Regions from separate parts of the Mus musculus genome. Here region 1 is linked to region 2. Evidence: chromatin contacts called from public promoter capture Hi-C data. All regions are on one chromosome and are shown on one strand. The core of a region is the stretch at or near the end of the contact, and the rest is flanking DNA. Distances in the headings are between cores, read along the strand shown. Region 1 holds the start of Tmem132a (transmembrane protein 132A). Region 2 holds the start of Fads1 (fatty acid desaturase 1).

Region 1 (3,457 bases), core at 210-2,709, 690 kb before region 2:
ATGCTCTGTTACAAGTGCCTTAGCAGGAGTCAGCAGCACCCTCCAGGTGCCCCTTGCCACACTGAATGTGGGAAAGTGTGCTGTGGCTACTTCGTGGTCAGAGTGAGCCCCTTGCAGAATCCCCACTCCAGCAAACAAAGCAACGGCCCTGCTGGGATTGTCGAATCTCCCTTGAGGGTTTCAGGGACCTTGAAAAGGGCAGGAGGACCTGCTGTCTTGCAGTTTTACCCCTGTCCACTCTCTGCCATCCAGAAGCAAGCGTTGGTCAGTGTTGTGTCCCAGTAGCTGGGAAGGGCACGGCTTTGCCCTGATCTGTTCTGCAGGGCTAGGAGTGAGCCTGCCACTAACCCCTCTCCACCACTTGCTCACTCTTGGCCTTGGCCTTGGCCTTTAGGTCCCTGGTGGAGGGAGATGACCCATGCCAGGTCCAGCACAAGATGTGAAGATTAAATGCCTATTCTTACTGAAGGTTTGATGTGGAATCATGGCTGCAGTGATATGTTTTTATCAGCGCTTGGTGGTTTTAAAGTGCATGCTATTTTATTATCTTCTTCTGAATAAAATGTATTTACTCAAAAGTCTCTGCTGACAAACTCTCTTCCTTCTGGACTTCTAGCAGAAATCTGTTGGGAGGAAGGGAGGGCTCAGGAAGGCAGGATGTACCTGGTACCTTTCCCCCTAGGACTCTGGAGGGAGGCATGCACTCTCTTGGAAAGCTTGCAGATCTGGCAGCTCTGTTGGGACTGAAGTTGCCCCTTCCTGCAGGGTGCTTATATTGCTAGCTTGGGGAACCTGGAAAAACTGGCTTCCCTCCCAGACTCAGGAATTTACTGAATAAGGTTCTCAATGTGGCTCCAGGTGGTTCTGCTCTTTTGTGTAAGGCCCGGGCACGTTTCTGTTTCTTTTTCCTCTTTAAGTTGCCATGGAGATGCCAAATCTGGACCTCTCCCAACACTACCTGAGGGCAAGGCTAGGTGGCACTGGGAGTCAGGACTCCCTCAGAAGGGTTGACCAGCCTACACCCTTCATCCTTAGGGACTCTTTCTGGGATAGGTTTGGGCATGAGACAAGCTGCCTCCACGGATGGCCTAAGGTGGTCTGGCCTGGTTTGGCCTCTCCTTTTCTGCCCCAGCAGCTCTGTTCTCTTATGTCCCTGAATTCTAGATGCCTTCACAGGTGAGATGCCTGTGGGGAGGGTATGAGGCAGAGGAAACGGGTTTTGTTTGTTTTTCTCCTTGATCATCGGCTTCCACGAGGAATCCCAGAACGCACCTTGTGCTTCCTGGCAGAGGACATCAATCTGCTTAGTCTCCAGGGACGCTGCCTTATTCCAATCCTAGGCACCCTAGGCACGGGGCCACGCTCTGGGTTTTGGGATCCGCAGGGCACTAGGACCCGGCGGGGCGAAGGGGACAGCCCATGTGCCTGCGTTCCCTCCCACCCCACTGCTCCTGCTCCATTGTCTGGGAACTGCAGCCGCGGGCCGGCGGCGCAGGGAACTAGCTGGCCACAGCGGCTGGCGCGGAGCGGGCGCGGGAGATGTGGGGACAGATTGCAGCCACCTGAGCCGCGCGCCGGTTACCCTCCTTTGGTGGGAAGGAGTGCGCCTCGATGACTGAACGCAAGGCTGCGGCCCCTCGGGGGCCCTACGGTGCCTGGTTCTGCCTCCTGGTGGCTCTCGCCCTGGAAGTCGTGAGAGGTCAGAGGGAAGGGAGGGGTGGGGAGGGGCGACCTGGCCCTGTCCGTCCGAGGCCACGCGCCATTGATGCCCCCAAGCCACTGGACTCTAGAACTAAACCTAGAGCGATGCCCTGGAGAGGTCTAACCTTGGGAAACCGGTTCCCAGCCAACAGCCCTTTGGCTTTCTTCTCTGTGCACCACCTAGATGCTCCTAAAGTCTTTTCACTCCCATCTTCACTAGCCCGGTCCCAACTCCTCTGCGAGCCCCTCTCCAGCCGCGACATCTAACCCGGCTGCCCTGCTTCCCCGTGCACCACCTCTTCCTAACCTGCAGTTCTAGTCCCCAGAAACCCGCTGGTTAGTCACAGGAATGCAAAACAGGCTCTTTGCCTGAGACCCGAGAGATATGCCTCTGCCCCCCCCCCTCTCTCCCTTTCCCCCTCTCTCTCTCCCCCTCTCTCTCCCTGTTCCAAGGAGATCTCCAACATTGGAGTCTTCTGGGAGAGTCCCAGCCTTGCCTTTCCGAGCCCTTGTGGGTGCACCCATCACTGAGTACGAAAGGGGCAGCAGCTACCGCGTGCCTGCCATAAGCTGGGGCTGAAAGGTGGAAGATGTTATGGGAATTGGGAGATGGCGAAGTAGTCTCTACCTTTCTGCCCCCATCAAGAGGGCTGGATTCTCCGTGATGGGAGACCATGGAAGTCCGTGGGAGTCAGGCTACTGAGCATCTTGTAATTATGGAAACATTGAATTAGAAGGTGGACCGGAGCCACCCTAAGGACCAACAACAGTCACTCACTTGTTACCCTTAGGGATACTGGTGCGCGGGCGCGCGCGCGGGGGGGGGGCACTCTAGAGAAAAGCCCCGCCGTCCCAGCTCAGCTGTGGGGCTGAGAGAGCTGGTTCTGGAACTTCTTTTAGGTACCTGCTCCAAACCCTGCAGAACCAGTGGGGGTCCTAATAACCCCTCCACAGTGAGGGAAGGAAAGCTTTTTCATTTGGCTCACTAACAATCTCACTTCCAGTATGATCTACACCAAGCTTCCAAAACCCTCCCCTGCTCACCGGGTTATGAAATACTCCCACCCCTTGTACCAGTGAGGAAGGAAACCCAGGCTCCAAGATGCTGGTGACTGGCCCATCTTTCATGGAGTAGAGCTAGGGCATAAAGTCAGATCTCTCCCCTTATCCCCCAAACCTCTTCAGGGAGAGTCATGGGAATTACAGAATGAGTAAGACAGAGCCTGGGGTTCACATAATACAGGAGAGGCAGCAGAGCCAAGCCCATGGACTGCACTTGGGGTTCCAGGTACTCTGGAGAAACGGGAGGATTGTTCCCCATCTTAGAAAAGCAGTAGCAGCAAGCAGAGCCGGAACAAGGTGTCCAGCAAGGGGCTGAATGACCACAGAAGGCTTCCTCGAGGAGGCAGGGTGTACTCTTGACCCTGAAGGAGGGTGGGGGCACAGTGTGAAGGCCACATGGCATGCTGGGGTTGCCCTGGATGGAACGGCTGGGTAGCTAGGTGGTGAGATCCTGACTGGCCTCTCAGGTCCACTGCAGGTTGGAGAACCCTCATACATCATTTTTTACATCCATTAAGTGGAATTTGTAGTAATAGAATTTAATCCAAAGAATTGTGTGGGAACTGAAAGACTTACTACATGTAAAATTGAATCTGTGTGGGGTTAAGTGCTTTAAAAATTGTTACTATTTGGGGATGATAGTACAAATCAATATAGCCATAGTGGACCTTTGTGCTTTTTATGAACAAATATT
Region 2 (3,024 bases), core at 308-2,807:
CCCGCTCCGGAATAGTTAATATGGGTTATACAAGGTGGGTGGGAGGGCCTTAGGGAAAAAAAGCTGTAAGCGGAGGTGGAGTCCGTGGTCAGTGGCACCACACATCCAGACCAATCGCTGTCCTTGCCATGAAATCCTAGGCCCCCAAGCCACACAGAATGGGAAGCCTAGACGGAGCGGGTCTGCTCCATCCTTTCATGAACCGGTATAGGAATGCACTGCTGTTTGGATTCTGGGTGGTTACTTCTAGAAACCGGCTCCTTCTAGCCTGGTCGCTAAGGCCCTCCACCTCTAACTTCATGGGCAACTTAATAGGAACCCTGAGGACCCCGGGAGCACGTTAGACTGGCAGACAAGGAGTAAGAGGTCGGAGGGATGGCATTAGGTAGTTAAAAGGGAGATGGACCCAAATGTAGAGACCCAACAGATGACAATCCTGTCAAAGAATGCTCTGTCCTAAGTCATTCCTAGTCCGGCCCTCGCCTCTGAGGGAGGATATGGTCTAAAAAGAGAAAACAGGGCCACTAGACAGAAGCTGGGGTTCGTACTGACTCTTCCTTCAGTAAGCTACAACGGAAAAGGGACGCGACCCCGCGAAGTGTCTAATCGCGCGGGAGCCCTATTCCCTCAATAGTCGACCTCCCTGGCCCAAGTGACCTCGCACTAAGAATCCGAGTACAGTTTTACGACTCCAACTGCAAGCTGTCTTGGACCGGCTCAGGTTCATTACCCTACCCTCCGGGCTTCACAATGTACAGGTGATGCCCAAGCACCGGGTCCTCAGTGTCATCCCTAGCGCAAGCAGTCCTTTCCCACTTCCTTTCCGCTCCGAATCCCAACTTAGGGCCAGTTCTCTAGGTCAGACAAGGCTGTGTTCACCCTCCTAGCCTGGCAGACAGGACGCGACTCCCACTCTCTGCTCAGACTCCTCCTCCCACCACCGGAGGTTGCAAGTACCGTTGAACGGGTGCCTGGAAAGCTCATTCCCTCCTATCCAACCCATGCTTGAGACTCCAGAGGCAAAGCACGGATGTGCAACCAGCCCTTTGTTTGAGTGTGCGTGTCTCCGGCCACCGTCTACCGCTCCGGTCTCTCAGGCGCTTGCATCCCGGGTTCAAAGGCCTCTCTCCCCGCCAATGTCCCTCCCCGAGGTGCAGATGCGCCTATTGTCCGCTCTCACCGTGGCATCCTGACCCGCGTAGTGGCTGATGACCCGGGAGCCCCCCGGGTGGCGGCGGCTGAAGTCGCTGATGTTGTACACCTTCCGGTCGATCACGAGCCATCGCTCCTTCTCCCGCCCGGAGCGCTGCGCCACCTCCTCCCAAGTAAAGTAGCGCGTTTGGCGGAGCTGGGCGGAGGCCGGGCCAGGGGTCGGCACCGGGTCGGGAGCCATAGCAAGCTTGGCGGGGGAAGCTGGAGTCTGAGAGGTGCGCGCTCCGGGCCGCGGGGCAGCGCACGCCAGGCTCGCGAACTAGGGGAGCGTCGGGCTGCCTCGAGCGCGCGCCCGGAGACCGCCGTTCGCGCGCAGGGTTTTCAGCACCCTTGGCGCGGACCGCCGAGCCCCGCGGCGCGAGCTCCCATTGGCTGAGCCGAGTGGCGTGGGGCGCGAGCTCCGCCTCTCTCGGGTAGCAAAGACAGACTCCCCACTCCCCGGAGAGACTCAGGCTACTTCCAGCGGCAGAGACGCGCCCCCTCGCGGGGCCTGAAAGTGGTCTCCAGGCTATTCCACTTCGGAATTTATTTATTTATTTTTTTATTGAGCATGGTAGGGATTGATAGGATAACGGTTCCTTTGAGTGCGTCACAGCTTGATGTAGCTAAGGCGGAGGTCCCAAGGGCGCATAGAAGCTTGGTGTGAACATATAGAAAAGAAAACAGTTCTCATGTTGCTCAGGCCGGCCCCAGACTCACTGTGTAGCTGAGAATGACCTTGAACCTCTGACTCTCCTGAGTTCTGGGTTTACAGGCACTGCTTTCCACGTTCTGTTTCATACAGCAGATTGTGCTAAGGCAAACGTTCTGTCAATTTCCTGCCCCTAGGAAACACGTGACAAATTAAACACAGTGGCTTTAGCAAACAAAACAGCATCCTGACCCAGTAGCCGTTCAGAGATCCCCCTTCCTAGCAAGGTGGGCAGTTAGCATGTGTGGAAAGAAAGAGGACTAACATAAAGAAAGAGACTGATTGGCTACAGTTCCAGGCTTTTGCTCACGTGATAGCCCAACGCTAACAGAAGTCTTGTCTGCTATGATTGGCCGTCACTTTTGACTTACAAGAATATAGTACTTAGGAACACACACACACAATTAACACATGCACGCATGCACACACACACATGCACTAACTAAAATGTGATGATGATGATGATGGTGGTGGTGATGATGATGATGATAACAATACTAATGATAGCTCTATGGTTCAGGAGGAACAGTTGCCTGATGCAAAACCCAGTGACCTGAAATGGATCCCTGGGACCCACAAGATGGAAGGAGAGTACTGACTTCCACAAGTTTTTCTTCTAGCCTACATTGCCTGCAATTCATGGCAGCACACACACACACACACACACGTAAATAAATAAATAAATGCAATTTTAAAAACGATTTTAAAACAAAAATAAAACGAAGAAAGGCCAGCCTTGCCTTCTTTGTATGTAGTTTAACATTTGCAATTAGCTTTAGCATTTTCTATTTCTAGTGATCTTAGTTTCGTATTGTGTTTTGTTGTTATTTTTGTCCCTGGAAGCAGTAGCCCTGGCTGATCTGGAACTCACTGTGATGAACAGATTAGCTTCGAAGTTGCAATGATCGCCCTGCTTTGGCCTCCCAAGTGCTGTAATCATAGGCAAGCACCACTGTGTTTCACTATATTAATTAGAATTATACAGGTTTAGTGGCCTTAATTGTCAGGAGACAGTAGGACGCAATCAATCGTGAAGTTTGTGTGACAGCCTCAGCAGTGGTTACACCAGCAGTGTGTAGACTGGTGAATCTAGCAATCTCTATTTCTGGAAGCATGAGCTT

The links. Promoter capture Hi-C pulls out the DNA fragments that hold promoters and counts their contacts.
Region 1: a contact with region 2 is called in a promoter capture Hi-C map of cranial neural crest. A contact is called at or near these places in 3 of 39 promoter capture datasets (cranial neural crest, hippocampal neurons and liver) and 1 of 130 datasets of targeted methods (pancreatic cancer cells).

Annotation. Positions count from the first base shown.
Region 1 is chr19:10,867,781-10,871,237 of GRCm38.p6, reverse strand. It overlaps Tmem132a (transmembrane protein 132A), which reads left to right and starts at 1,459. Exons shown (of 11, transcript NM_133804.2): 1 at 1,459-1,699. The coding sequence starts at 1,612. Tmem109 (transmembrane protein 109) reads left to right here. Exons shown (of 4, transcript NM_134142.1): 4 at 1-578.
Region 2 is chr19:10,181,421-10,184,444 of GRCm38.p6, reverse strand. It overlaps Fads1 (fatty acid desaturase 1), which reads right to left and starts at 1,557. Exons shown (of 12, transcript NM_146094.2): 1 at 1,181-1,557. The coding sequence starts at 1,393.